4 separate regions of the Mus musculus genome follow, and regions 1, 2 and 4 are each linked to region 3. Evidence: chromatin contacts called from public HiChIP or PLAC-seq and promoter capture Hi-C data. All regions are on one chromosome and are shown on one strand. The core of a region is the stretch at or near the end of the contact, and the rest is flanking DNA. Distances in the headings are between cores, read along the strand shown. Region 1 holds the start of Cdk5r1 (cyclin-dependent kinase 5, regulatory subunit 1 (p35)). Region 2 holds the start of Rhbdl3 (rhomboid like 3). Region 3 holds the start of Tmem98 (transmembrane protein 98). Region 4 holds the start of C030013C21Rik (RIKEN cDNA C030013C21 gene).

Region 1 (3,287 bases), core at 654-3,153, 330 kb after region 3:
GCAGTCTCTGCAGGCTCCTGCACTGATGCCCCAGGGCTGTGCAGATCTTGCCTCACTCACAACCTCCTGGATCCTGAGTCAGGACAGCCAGCTCCAGGAGCCTTCAAGAGAAACAATACCCAGAAAAGGGCTGATTCCTCCAGGGCCACCAGCCATGGGCCCCAGCTCCGATCATGGGACAGTGGGAAGCCTCATCTACCCTGGATCCATCGTGGGTACAGGTGACATGGGCAAGTCAGTCCCTTGAGTCCCGGAAAGTGAGTGGTCAGCAGCCGAAGTGGCTCTGAATGCATCTTTTGGGTTCGCGCAAGGTTCATCAGTTCGAAAGTCCCCAGAGTTCTTGAAAGGGCTAAAAAAAAACCCCAAGGAAAGAACGTGGGAAGAGGCCCTTGGTGGCTCTGCTAGACACATACTGTACACAAAACTTGATTCTTTTAGTAATAAAATTTAAAAACAAGTGGAATCCTTGAGCCAGGATACCGGCTACAGGGGCTCACCGATCCAGCCCCAGGAGGAGTCGCTTCTTGTCCTCCTGACCGCTCTCATTCTTCAAGTCAGAGAACACTTGTGTGAAATAGTGTGGGTCGGCATTGATCTGCAGCATCTTGGAGCTCATGAGGTTGATAACTGAGAGGCAACGGTCCCAAAAGGCTTCCTTACAGCTCTCTACCAGGAAGGGCTTGAGCGGGTAGGAGATCTCATTGCCCATGTAGGAATAGGAGAGGTACAGACAGGTCAGCAGGACAGCCTGGAGCTCATGGTCGGAGCCCACCTCAGAGGAGATGACATCCCTGCAGAGCATGTAGAGGAAGACCACATTGGCCGGTGTGATGAAACCCTGGTCCTGCCAGCCCTGCAGAAGCAGGGAGCGGTCCACGCTGCGCAGCCAGAGCACGGGGTCCGTTGGGGACAAGTGCTTCAGGCGGTAGCACCGGCGGCAGAGAAACTCACCCAGGCAGCGCAGCAGCTCACTAGTGGACGCCTGGACGATGACCCGTTTGGGTGTCCCTGCAGAGGTGATGGCAGGGTGCGGGGCCTTCTTGACAGAAGAGGAGACCCCAGTCTGGGAGCCAGAAAGCTGGCTGGCTGGGGGTGCGGGCGGCTGAGCCGGCGGGGGCTGGGCGAATGTGGACAGGTTGGCACAGGACAGCGACTTCTTCAGGTTCTCATTGTTGAGATGCGCGATGTTGCTCTGGTAGCTGCTGTTGGGCTGCGCCTTCTTGGAGTTCTTCTTCTTCGCTGACACCGCCACGATCCTCTTCCAAGGCAGCACCGAGATGATGGAGTGCCGCTTCAGGTTCTTGTCCTTGGCGTTCTTGCTGTTCTGCACGGCCGTGTAGTGGCCCACGGTGGCCGCGCCATCCTCAAACAGTGTGGCCTTCCGATAGCTGGGGGATAGGGACAGCACCGTGCCCATGGTGCCACTGCGCGCCCGGCAGGGGCCGGCACCCCCGCGCGCCCAGCCTGCCGGCTGGAGGGGGGTAAAGGCTTACCGAGCCTGTAGCGGCCGCAGAGAGAAAGGAGGCGCTCCCGGGACACGACGCGTTTAGTCCTGCGGATCTGCGTGGAAAACAAGATGGTTCTCAGCCCCGGGCGGGGCTCCACGCCGCGCCCCTCCGCTCGCACTTCCGAGGCCCGAACCCCCGGGCTGCGGCCCCGTCGAGCCCCAGCCTGTGCTTCCACTGCGGCACCGGTCAAAGAGCCGCAGTGGCCTCCGCAGCAGGAATCCAACCAGGCCGCGCACACGGCCCCGGTCCGCGCAGGCTTACCCGCAGTCAGGCAGGCTCCCGCGGCAGGCGCAGCCGCTGCGTCCCAGGCCCTCCGCAATGCGCGCCGCGGCCCGGGTGCTCGACTCGGCGCGGCGGCGGCTCCCTGCTTCTGTCCAAGGTTCTGCAGACGCCGCGGCCCCGCCCCCGCCCGGCCCCCGCCTGCGTCTCCGCCGCGAGCCCGCCGGCCCCGCCCCGCCCCGCCCCGGCGCGCGCCTTGCAAGCCGCCTCTCCGGATCGCGCGCGCGGTCCACACGCCCGCTCGGTCTCGCCGCCAGGTCGCCGCCACTCGCGTCCCTCAGCGCGAGCGGCGCACGGTGGCGCCTCTAGTGGGCGCGCCCATTACGGGACACGGCGCGGGCGGCGGGAACGCGCGAAGCCGGGTCTCCACCTGGAAGGTGCCTGCGCCGCGCGCGGAGCCCGGCCTCGTGAGCTCCGGCGCCGCGCAGCGGAGCTCTCCAGGCGGGAGGGCGGGCGGGAGGGCGAGGGGGCGGGCGGGGCGGAGGGCGGGCCCCGCCCAGACACGTGCTGCCTTTGTTCCCGCCGCGGCCCCCTTGGCAGAGGCTGCGGGCGGTGCGGAGAGCTGGCCCGGGCGCTGGAGAAAGGAAGAGCCGCAATCAGCATCAGCGTAAAAGCCCGGCACCCATTAAGACTCTAGGAAAGCCAGGCCAGAAGGATGAGGGCGGCCTAGAGATCCTATCACGGAGGCTGTCAAAATTGAAGCTGCTGCGCCTTTAGGCCAGTTTCTTATTTGCCCATTTTAAAACTTGATGACAGTAAAATTGCAAGAAAATCTGGTTCTGACTACCGACACATAGTTCACAATCAGCCTCCATGTCCTTCACAAAGGCCACTGCCGAATTACAAGTCATTCATTCTGGACTGGTTCTGGAGACCCAAATTGTCAAATAAGCCAACCTGTATCTTAACTCAGACTCCCAACTCCGAACCTGAGAGAATTCCTGAAAACACCCAAAACAAGAATCTTGTTGAGGTCATTAGGCTTAAGTACTTCCAGGTTAGGGACCAGGGTGACCAGAGAGGTAAGTGCCCTGCCCTGTTACCACCCCACCCCACCCCCCAAAAAAAGTTTTTCCAGGACCTTACCAAGCACACAGGATGGCTAGCTTCGCTGTGGCCCCTTCCTAACAATGTTTCTCATAGAACAGAGTGGTACCTGCTATTACTAGAACACAGCACCTGACACTGGGTAACCTATAAACGAAATAATGAAGTGTTAGCTCACAGCTCTGGAGTATGGTCCAGAGCCAGTAGTAGGACGTGCTGTGGTGAGGATGGAGACTTCAACTCAAACCGGGAAGGGGGAGAGTAAATAATTACATTGGGGGACGGGGAATGAAGGCCAGTGTCACACTGGCTTTCTAACAACTCTGCTCAAAATTAATCCATGACTTGGAACCTTTCCTTGAGACACAGGCCGCCAGCACCTTGCCATCCTCCTGCTTCAATGTTCAGTTAGGATTCAGGCATGAGCCACCATACCAGCTCCAACGAAAACCC
Region 2 (3,306 bases), core at 121-2,620, 510 kb after region 3:
CCCTGCTTGAGCACTCTGTGTGTGTGTGTGTGTGTGTGTGTGTGTGTGTGTGTTCCCCAATATGCTTCCAAGACTGAGTGCAAGTACTGAATACAGAAGACTCTCTCAGGAGTTAGGGCCAGGACAAAGTGACAGGTTTAGTTACGCAAACCCGAGAGATGTTAGACTCCCGGCCCATTCAGATTTGCTGGCTGTGGTTTCGTAGGCTGGGGTTTCTGGTTTAATTTTACTCTGAAGGAGGGACAGGTCCGAGGCAGGGTGCCGAGAGGGAGTAGTTTCATCAACTCAAGCACCCGGGGCTTTCCAGATCCTGCCTCGCCTCCCAGGACAGCAGACAAGAGATCTAAGCGGCAGATGGCAGGAAAGCCCTCTGGAGTAACCCCTCCCTACCCTGCCCCAGGGGACCGTTCCTGGCACCGAGGTGGTCAGGGACTCCTGAGCCCCCTGCTGGGAGCATTTCGACCCAGCTAGCTCTGGCTGGGTTCAGGGACTGAGATCAGTTTGAATTTCAATCAGTGTCGCGACCGGACTGACGCCGGCGGGAGCTAATCTGGCAGCCGAGAAGGGGTCTCCAGAGCGGTCTGCGCTGATCAGAGACTGGGCATCTGCGGCGCCGGTTCCTTCCCCGGGCTTGCAGAGTCCGCAGGTCGCTGAGGGGAGGGGAGGGGAAGTCACTACAGTGACGCGGCCGCCTCTGCAGGAAAACGCCGTGTCCCGGGCACTGCACCAGCCGCGGGGAGGGGGCTCGGCAGCCGACAGGTTCCCGGCGCAGTGGCCCGGGCTGTGTCCCGCAGTGAAGCCGCGGGAACCCGAGCGGGGTGGGGAGCGCGCGCTTGCATTTGGGGGAGACCTATCTCTCCTACCCTCGGGGACCCCCGACTCATCCCGGACGCTCCGGTGACATAACCTTGAAGCCTCTAAGTTGTCTGCGGGGTAGGGAGCTGAGGCAGTGGCGTCTCCCCGCGTGGCGCCCCCCAGAAAGTTTGAGGGACACAGGAGGGGGCACTCACGTCTTCTGGCGCGGCGGGCAGTCGCTCCTCGGCCTCGGGCTCCAGCTCCTCGATGCGCTCAGCCTCCGCGCAGGCGGCCACTGCGGGGCCGGGGCTGGGGTGCTCGCCCATGGCCCAGACTGCGGCGCTCGTCCCGGGGCGCCGGGCTAACTTTGCGCCGCCGCGGCCGTGCTGCTCCAGGAGCTAGCTGCGCCCCTCGCCGCCTCCGCGCTCGCTCCCATGGTTCTGCTCTCCCCACCGCCCTCACTGCGGCCCCCGCGACCCGGGGCGCTGGGCCCCTAGCCGCCAAACTTCTTGGCCTCTGTCGCGGGCCCGAGGCAGGGCGCCCTTGGGCCAGCCGGGCCCTACCGCTCCCCGCGCTCCTTCCCGCTCCGCGCGGCCCCCGCTCTGCGCGCGAGCCTCCTCCTCCCCACGGACTCCTCCGGGGTGGCGCGCGGCGGGGGCGGGGCTGCTCGCGGGGCCCCCGCCCCCCCAGGCCGCCCGCGGGGAGGGAGGGAGGGAAAGAGGGAGGGCTGGCTGCCGGGAGGCGAGCGACAAGCCGCCGCTCCTCCCGCCCGGAGATGGGGACTGCGTTGCCCTCAGCCTGCTCAGCTCAGCACCGGGTTAACCATCACTTGGAAGCAGCAGATTGTGTGACGGAGGCAGAAGCGAGGTTCTCACGAAGTTGGCCATGTCAGGGTTAAATAGGACTGAATTGAGAGTGAGATGTGAAAATTGGATTCCACCAGCCACCCTTAAGACCTCTCTCTGTTCGCTGTGGTCTTGGATTCTGGGAGGTCTGGGAAAGCCTAGAGATGAGAGAAAGGTCAGGTGGTTTGGGACCCTAAATCCTAACCTTTGCCCTACCTCTCCATCTAGAGCTGTATGCTATCTTCAGGTTTCTCGACCATGTTAAATCCAGGAAAGTAGTGCCCTGCCAGACAGGAGCGGAGGGGTGGAGTGCCGGGGAGGGATTGCGGGGTGGGGGGAGAGCTGGCCGGGGGTGGGGGTGGGGGTGGTGGGGAACAAAAACAAAAAACTAAAACTAAAAACCAGGAATGAAGTTAGCAAAGTACTAAAGGATGTTTAAAGAAGAAAAATGGGAGACAGAGTACCTGTGGGAAAAGCGATCTTCCCACCTAACTATAATTTGTGCCAGTGCCCGGGCTGGGGTAGATGCTCCTCAAGGGAGGCTCAGGGGCTCAGTCCTGGTTCAGCCGCCCCTCCCCCTCCCACACTCCCCACACCCACACACACCCCCACCCCCGCTCCTCCGGCAGCCTACATACAGAACCAAAGCCCTTCAACCTCTCCGCATCATCATTACCCCTCTCGACGTCCAAAGGATTATTATTATTATCAGAAGTTGCAATTAACACCTTCATTTTCATAACGCAAATGTAACCACATCGTGCAAACCCAGGATCCAACCTGTGACCATCTCGCCCAGCACTGACTACTCCTCTTAAACCCAGAAGGAAATCAGTTCCATCCTAATTAGGTGAGTTTGCAACAGACACCAATTTTCATCTCGGTTTCAGAAAGTGTGATCATTCCAACTATTTTTGTTTCTTGCCACCCCTCCCCCATCTCTACTCTACTAACAAGTCAAGATCCTGCCAAGATTTCCTTGTAAATAAAACTGTCTGCATGGGGGTGTGATTTTTTTGAAAACTGCCTTCAGGGGACAGAAGAGAGGCTGAATTCTTTCTGATAAAAAAGCCTATTAGGATAAGCAACTGCTGGGGCCCTGAGGGCCAGGGACCCTGTCTCTACCTCCCCTGCTACCGTTGGCTGGACATAACATGAGCAGTGCTGGCTCTGTTACATTCAGACCTTTGGGAAAGAGCTGGTTCTGAAAGCCTGGTTACAGGGGGATTGGAAAGAGACAGGTGCGTGGAAGAGAAGGCCACTCTGCAGAGATGTCCAGCATCCACTGACACACCCCCCTCCCCCCCAGCTAGTCCTCACAAGCTTTCTCTTCTCTAGCCCAGGGACAGCTCTTAGCAACAGATCCAACTCAGTCACCCCCTCATGGGGAAGTTACCTTCCCATTGCTGAACATTTGTTGAGCTCTTATTAAACACTAGGGGAGATCTCTGAGGGTACATGGATGAGCGAAAGACAAGCCCTGTCCTCTATAAGTGGTTTATCTTGGTGTGTGTGTGGAGGTGGGGTGGGGCACACAGCCATGTTCAACAAATCTTGGGTTCCACAGAAACTCAGGAGTCCTACAGCCTGAAAGGAAGAGGAGGGGCCCTGGTGGATCCAGGAGGTCTTCCCAAAGGAAGCACTTCCATAGCCCTGTAGCAGGAGA
Region 3 (3,524 bases), core at 314-2,813:
TGCAGCACCATCTGGCAGCTTCTCTCACACCAACAGTCAGGTATGGCTTAACAAGATGCTTTTCCGTTCTGAGAAATGCACTGTCAGGTATTGTGGTCATTGTCAAACACCCAGACCGAACTTAGACAAACTAAGACCAGCTAGGACATCATCACACGATGCAATCCTTTGGGACCACCATCCTGAACGTGAGCCATTACTTCCTGCAGCGTGACGCAGCCTATCAAGCTGTGTTAAACTCAGGCCAGAGCCTCTCAGAGAAGTGGTCTTCACAGCATCCTTTCAGGGCAGACCTCCCATAGGCATACCTTTGAAAAAGTTTCCTCCCCTCCCTGGGTTTAGTTTCTTTACCTACAGAAAGGAGTGCTATGCCTCAGCAGTCTGTAGGACCCCAGGCTGGCTCGCCACAGTACTTAGTCTATGTGTGATGTTTATGTCTCCCAGAATTCAAACTCTCTTGATGGTCACTCGGGGAGCACAGATTGACCATCTGCTTACAGCAAACACTGAATTCTGAAGACTAGAGACAGAAGACACAGATCCCCCTCCCCCATGACAATGAACTGGTGGGGAAGAAGGATGCAGCTGTGTAGGTGGGCTATGTGCAGGCTTGGGTAATAAAGAGACTGCAATTTGCATGGCACTTTCTAGAAAAGCCTCCTTCGCAAACCTGGGGATAATTGAGCTGAATTTTGAGGAACGGGTAAACAGGGTGGGGACTTTACTGGCTTAAGTTGCCAAGGAAGCCTCCTCAGCAGTCTGCAAACGCTGCTCTCTCACAGAGTTTTTTGGTTTTTATTTTGTTTTGTTTTGTTTTGTTTTGATCTTATACTCTGTTGGGAAAGCAGGAAGGGGAGGGAACAGGTTTGCCTTAGTTTCTCTAGACACTCTGTGCTGTCCTTCTCTGTCTAGCAATGTTAACCGTTTTCTTTCCTCCTTATTTTTATGTCTTCCTCTCTAGATGTTTTCCTCCAATGTATCCCTTCTCCAGGCTCCCCACATATTCCCTTCCACGCCCCTATTTCTCCAAGCTCCACCACCATCCCGCAAGAGAGTGCCGCTTTCCTCTTCTCTCTTTTTCAGTACTTTCTTTGAGGTCTTTGCTTTCTTGAACTTTCCCTCAGCCGCCTTCTGCGATCCCTCGGTGTGGGCGTTCCTTTGTGCGCTTTTCTTTCTTTGTGTGTTCTCTGTATCTCCGTGACTTTTCCTCTCTCCCTGCATCTCTCTTTCTCGTTCCATCTCCCTCTTAGCTTTCCCCTCCATTTGATTTTAAACCCATCAAGATCCAACTCTCTCCCTTCTTTGGCCCGCCTGCCGCCCCCAGGGAAGGCTGGTACGCGCGCTCAACTTTGGTCCCCAACTTGCGCGCTGCTCCGTTTCCGCAGGGCAGAACAAAGCAGTGTCCCAGCAGCCCACAGAGAGCCTTCCCGCCACCCGCCACCCGCCACCCGCCCCGCGTGCTCACCCACCTCAATTGCAGCTCCGGGGTACGCCGGCTCCCCGCGATCCCCCCCCAAGGCCAAGTCCGAGTGCTGCCCGCAGCGGCCAGCAGCAGGGCATGCCGGGAGGGCGGGCGGGCCGACGACCCAGATCCACCCCCGGCGGGGCGGCCCAGCCAGCGCACCCAAATCCCCCGCTGCCAGGCGCCGCCGTCCCCGCCAGGCCCCTGGCCGCCTGGGGATTGGCGTCCCGGGAGGCCAGGGCAGCTGGGAGACAGTCACTGACGATCGGAGGACCCCTCCACGTGCACCCACGGAAGCCAGGGCAGGATGCATCCACACCCACTGCCCTCCAGCTGGACAGCCTGGGGTGGGGGGTAGGAGCTCCCACAGTTTACACAGTGCTGGGTCGCTGCCCTAGCTGCTGTGTGCAGATTGATTGTAAGGACTCAATAGCTGTGAGCGATTTGACCTCACTTCTCTGTGCCTTGCCGCCCTCCTCTGTAATGACCCTGGAAACTGGTGTCAGGGTCAGTGACACACTGCACACATTTTGGGGCAAGAGCCTGGCCCAGGGCTAAAAGTGAACCAGTAGCCTAACTTAAAGAGTCTTGCTAAACACTGCCTAGCCAGGACCCTGGCAGGCAGTCGTGCGTTCTAAAAATCCTACTGCAGAGAGAACATACCTCACGGGTCAGGACGCAGTCCAGGCTGTTGACAGTCACCAATAGGCTGCTTTCGGGCCTAAAGATGCCAGCTGATAGCAGCAGTTTAGGATTCCAGGCCCCCCCTCCCCCCCCCCCCCCCCCCCCGCAAAGGCTTACGGAGCAGACTATTCTGGGTAAGGATCCCAAAGTCTATAAAGACCATGTTTTACAATGAGAAGTGAGTGGGCTTTGGATGGTTAGTTATATCCTGATCTGCCCTGAGGAAAAGGCAGAGCCTGCATAGGCCGAGTAAAACGTGGGTGGCCTGTCCAGATCTAAAACAACCCCACTTGCAAGGACCTAAGATGACAAGAACCAAAGGATGCAGGTGATTTCTCCATCAACTCGATGCAGTATCTGCAAACCAGAGCCTATAGTCTCCTCCAGACCCCAGTCTTTTTGTTTAGTTTGGTGTGTTTGTTTGTGCTCCTTTTTTGCCCTGCTAGAGGTTGGATGCAGGACTTCTTGCATGTGATACAAGTGTTCTACCCAATGCAAGGGATGTCACCTCCAGACAAGCAGTCCTAGGTTGTATAAGGAAGCAGGTTGAGCATCCCATGAGGAGCAAGCCAGTAAGCTACACTCCTCTGAGGTCTGTGCTTCAGTTCCTGCCTCCAGGTTCCTGCTGAGTTCCTTCCCTGACTTCCTTTCAGGACTGAAGCCTGTAAGGTGAGATGAATCCTTTGTTCCTCAAGTTGCTTTTGGCAATGGTATTCACAGCAATAGAAACCTACCGAGTGCAAGAGGACACTGAATGTCAACATCCAGTCTTCGTATGCACCGCACAGCCTAGTGGTAGAGTGAACCCAACATGCACAAGCCATGTTTGATCCCCAGCACTTGGGAGGGGGAGGAGGAGGGGTAGGGGGAAGGAGGAGGGGGAGGAGGACCTTTGCTTCCAATTCTTGGCGTCCTATCTGGAAGAGAAGGCTGGGGAGTGGTTTTATCACCCTCTGAAGTGCTTTCATGCAGACCTTTGGAGCTCTGTGCCTATCAGTGAGGGAAAGGTCACAGCACAGCAGCAAATATCAGAAAAAGGCACTAGGGGCAGTGTCTTCATATCCTGGAGAGTCTCCTAGATGAACTGTTTCTGTTTGCCTTGGTGGCTGGATGACAGATGGGCTTAAGCTGGGAAGTTCAACTATGTGACCTCCGTGGCCAGCTCTGAGGTTTTATGACTACACAAGAGATGTAACACAAATGAACATTTTCCGAAAGAGAAACCAAACATACAAGCAGCCACCCAGAGCAGATGATGTGAGTTCCCCCGATGAACCACATGCTACCCACCCGCTAAGCAGAGAAGGGGGTCCTGGATACTGCATACCTTTCCCAGCCCGCTGTCACCCACTATTCCAGAACTTCTGCCATTCCAACC
Region 4 (3,585 bases), core at 270-2,769, 300 kb after region 3:
AGGCTGCAGGCTAGATCCTTGAACCTGAGGAGCAAGTCCTAAGATAGGAAGCTTCCCCGGAACGAGAAGGGGTGGATCTGGTCACCTAAGAGACTGGATGGAGATAGAACAGTACAAGGAAGAGCAAGTGGAACCCCGGGGCGGACAGTCGAGCACCCGAGGGCTCTTCTGCAGCCCTTGGTTGGATGGAGACTGTGTTCACGTGCCCGTTTTAAAGCAGAAACTTGTATCTTACCCCACTTACTGTAATGGTGGGGGCTGGGAAACGACTTCAGCATGGTGCTGTGTATGAAGCCAGTGTTTCCACTGGCTTGTGTCTGGCATGGTGGAGGTTGGGTAGAGAAGGAGGTGCACCAGAGAATGTAGACACAGGTGTGAACTGCCTCGCTGCCCTAAGAGGGGCTCTGTGAGAGGCAGCTGAGAACAGCGCCACAAGGTTAATGGGAAAGTCGTCTTGATGGGCAAACTCCTTGTCAAGAATGCCTTGGGAACAGGGGTTCAGGCTTCTCAACCCACAGAAAAGAAAGTTTCAAGAGGCTGGCGACAAAGGCTCAGCTAGCCAGCCCCGCTCTTCTCTGTTTACCTGTGTGTGTATCCTTAGCCCAAATGTGCCTTCGAGCCCAGCATTTTCATACATCTCTTCTCTGAAGCCCTTTTTCTGACAGGGAATTGACAAAGGACTCAGTTTGAATATATTGAGATCAATTGAAAAAGAGGCAATTTGAAGAACAGAAAATTGGAGACTGGAAATGTAGCTCAGTTTACCGAGCATTGGCCTAGCGTGCACAAGACTGTGCGTTCCGTCCCCAGTGAAGAACATTTGATGTCAAAAAAAAAAAAAAAAAAAAAAAAAAAAAAAAGGCATAGATGGGGGAGGGAGGAATTCTTGGGGAGTCCAAGACATCATCAGTCAGCTATCTGCCGAGCCTCACTATGTGCTAGCTAAAAGGGTTTAGATTTATAAAGAAAATAGATGCCTAAAAGTAATGTTCCATACAGCCCTCGGAGTAATGCGGTTAAGGGACAAGTGAGGCTGACATGGGAGCAAGAAAAAGCTCCCAAATTAACACCTAGAAGCAGGTCTAAACGCCACCTAGATTGGAAACAGTCTATGCAGAAGCCTAAAGGCAAAAAGCTGTATGCTGTAGCTGAAGACCCTCCAGAGAAAGGCAGGCAGGAGGTGTGTGTGTGCCAAGAAGCAAAGCCATGCAAGAGAGCAGAGGAGATGGGATCTGGACCAGTTCTCCTGGATAGCGTACGCACATCAGCCTGGTACCTGTCTCATCTGATGCTGGCTCTGAAGGGGGCTCCAGGCAGGCTAGTGAGCTGCCTCATTCTCTCTGCATTCTTTTGTGACATCAGAGTTTGCAGGACAGAAGTTCTGTGGCGCTCCCTCATCTTAGAAACCCTGTGGGAGGGCCCCTGCGTCACACCTGGCGTTTATGGGTCAGAAACATTTGGAATCTCCCTTTCTAGCGGAATTCTGCACATGTCCCCCACCAGAGCAGGTGATCGGACACACAGATCTGATGTCATCCCCAGGAGAAAAGCTTGTGAGCTCACCTAAAGAAAGGGGGATCTTAGAACTCACATGCCGAGAGCTGTCAGATAATACCGGCTAGAGATCAAGCCGCGGCAGCTGCCTTCCACAGCTGCCGCCTTGCAGCTGCCTCTCAAGCAGTTAGTGGGGCTAAAAATAACCAAGAGCTAACTCGCAGCAAGCTACCAAGCCTTAGAAAGAAGTGTGGGGAAGGAGATTGCGGGTGGCAGTCTGGGCCCTCAGAGTGGATGTCAGAGGAATACCCACCCGGTGGCCCAGGCGGCATCAAAGGCCTTCAGAGTCCATGTGTCTGTGTAGATCAAACCTCCTGCTGCCACTTCACAACTGGTAGCCCAGGCTGTTGCCTACTGACTGCTTCCGGTTTCTAATCTCAGCTGTAACCCAAGTTGTGTTGATGCCTCGGGAAACAGAAGTAACGAAGTAGGAATGAACAGTTTCCTGTTTGTACCCTAAACTTGAACCGGTGGCCTGAGCAGCAAGTGTGCAGGGGCCCGGATACTCAACAGAGGTGTGTGTGTGACTCTCTTTTTAATTGTGAAACTAAACTGGGACTTTCTCACCAGCAAAGCAAAAAAAAAAAAAAAAAAAAAAAAAAAAAAAAAAAAACCCTGAGGTGACATCAAAAGGAAACACGGTCCATCAAAATCAGAAACGGGGGTGGTTATAGCGTGGGAAACTACACAGATAAATATGCTCATTTAGCATCGGAGAGAATAGATGTGCTTTCCTGAGCATATGAAGCCATTGATGCTTTTTTGTAAGAAAAACGAATTGACCCCTGGTTGTCGCAGCTCTGTGGTCATCAGCACAGCGATCACAGGGTGTGCTCGTGAGGCTGTTGTGGCTCTCCAGCCATGGTGCTGAGCGTACTCTGTCCTGGATCGTTCAGTTTGGATCTCCCCTAGATTCCCATTCATGGCCCAGGACAGAGGCAAGCAGAGGTTAGGAAATTTGCCCTGTTGATCCCGACTTGTCCAGGGCCAGAAAAGACTGCCCCCCCAGCCATTTTTCCCTCCCACAGGATGGCCCTGAAGGTCTAGTTGGTCATGAGACTGACAGGAGTGACTCCTGACAGACCTGTGGGTTTCCTGTGGACTCTTGCTGTGGCTCTCGTGTACTCCCATTAGAGGTGCTGATCTGTGCTGCCTCCCTTTCTCCTATGAGTGAATTGAGTGGGCGGGCAGATGGGTGGGTGGGTGAGTGAGTGAGTTGGGTTGGTAAGTGGGTGAGGGTGGGTAGGTGAGTTGGGTGCGTGGGTGGGTGCGTGGGTGAGTGAGTGAACTTGGGTGAGTGGATGGTTTGGCTGAATGAGTGAGTTGGGTTGGTAAGTGGGTGAGTCGGGTGGGTGGGTGAGTTGGGTGGGTAGGAGAGTGGGTGAGTCGATGAACGAGTGGGTGGGAATCTTGGGTGTGCCATACAAGTGTCACTCTGCCACTAACCACCTATGTGGTTTGAGGGCATTTTGTTGGCTTGGTTGGGTGGGTGAGTTTTTTCTCCTTTCCTGGTTTATTTTGGCAGGGTCTCCTCTGTAACATAGGCTAACCTTGAACTCCTCATCCTACCTGCCTCCATTTCCCTAGTACTGGGACCGCAGGCTTGCACCACTCCAGCCAGCTCAAGGCATAGTATCTCTGAAATAAAGCCGTTCGATTATAACCAAGGTCCCTCCTGTGCTAAGTACCTGTTTTTCCTTTCCTTCCTCCCTGGCTCTTCCTGGTCTTTCATTATGTACAGTGGGCACACAGTGCTGCTAAGTGGCTGAGGGCGCATCTCAGATAGTAAGGAGACCAGCAATCACTGGGATGTGGGCATGGAACACACAGCAATCTGGCTCTTCCACAAGGAAACCAGAAATATATTTTGGCTCTGGCACCTCCCTAGCCCTGTTCTCAACTGCCTTGTCCATCCTCACACTGCTTTTAAGTTTCATAAACTCCGCCCGCACCGAGCCATGCTGACCTTCTCCCTACTCCTCCCACCATGTCCTCCCTCTGCCCTGCATCTCCCTCAACACTCTGCTGTCT

What was found. Promoter capture Hi-C pulls out the DNA fragments that hold promoters and counts their contacts. HiChIP or PLAC-seq counts read pairs in DNA pulled down with a chosen protein or histone mark.
Region 1: a contact with region 3 is called in an H3K4me3 HiChIP or PLAC-seq map of stem cell-derived neural progenitor cells, with 3 times the contacts expected there. The contact joins the promoter of Cdk5r1 here to the promoter of Tmem98 in region 3. A contact is called at or near these places in 17 of 484 Hi-C or Micro-C datasets (B cells, the HL-1 cell line, cerebellum and 11 more), 13 of 115 datasets of contacts at active chromatin or transcription factors (cardiomyocytes, embryonic stem cells, extraembryonic endoderm stem cells and 6 more) and 2 of 9 other capture datasets (embryonic stem cells and liver).
Region 2: a contact with region 3 is called in an HNF4G HiChIP or PLAC-seq map of pancreatic cancer cells. The contact joins the promoter of Rhbdl3 here to the promoter of Tmem98 in region 3. A contact is called at or near these places in 2 of 39 promoter capture datasets (pre-B cells and stem cell-derived epiblast-like cells), 1 of 484 Hi-C or Micro-C datasets (embryonic stem cells) and 1 of 115 datasets of contacts at active chromatin or transcription factors (pancreatic cancer cells).
Region 4: a promoter capture Hi-C map of stem cell-derived epiblast-like cells shows a contact between it and region 3, with 4 times the contacts expected there. The contact joins the promoter of C030013C21Rik here to the promoter of Tmem98 in region 3. A contact is called at or near these places in 4 of 39 promoter capture datasets (the 3T3-L1 cell line, embryonic stem cells, hematopoietic stem and progenitor cells and 1 more), 1 of 15 datasets of contacts at CTCF or cohesin (the NIH/3T3 cell line) and 3 of 115 datasets of contacts at active chromatin or transcription factors (embryonic stem cells and large pre-B cells).

The regions. Positions count from the first base shown.
Region 1 is chr11:80,475,639-80,478,925 of GRCm38.p6, reverse strand. Cdk5r1 (cyclin-dependent kinase 5, regulatory subunit 1 (p35)) reads right to left here and starts at 1,903. Exons shown (of 1, transcript NM_009871.3): 1 at 1-1,903. The coding sequence starts at 1,417. The coding sequence ends at 494.
Region 2 is chr11:80,298,976-80,302,281 of GRCm38.p6, reverse strand. It overlaps Rhbdl3 (rhomboid like 3), which reads right to left and starts at 1,370. Exons shown (of 9, transcript NM_139228.3): 1 at 1,011-1,370. The coding sequence starts at 1,121.
Region 3 is chr11:80,808,405-80,811,928 of GRCm38.p6, reverse strand. It overlaps Tmem98 (transmembrane protein 98), which reads right to left and starts at 1,563. Exons shown (of 7, transcript NM_029537.2): 1 at 1,470-1,563. Gm31228 (a long non-coding RNA gene) reads left to right here. Exons shown (of 6, transcript XR_001780272.2): 4 at 1-40; 5 at 2,800-3,524.
Region 4 is chr11:80,507,040-80,510,624 of GRCm38.p6, reverse strand. C030013C21Rik (RIKEN cDNA C030013C21 gene) reads left to right here and starts at 1,519. Exons shown (of 3, transcript NR_126552.1): 1 at 1,519-2,069; 2 at 2,583-2,690; 3 at 3,080-3,215. All of the region lies in intron 21 of Myo1d (myosin ID), which reads left to right. Gm31109 (a long non-coding RNA gene) reads right to left here and starts at 1,348. Exons shown (of 2, transcript XR_003949722.1): 1 at 1,264-1,348.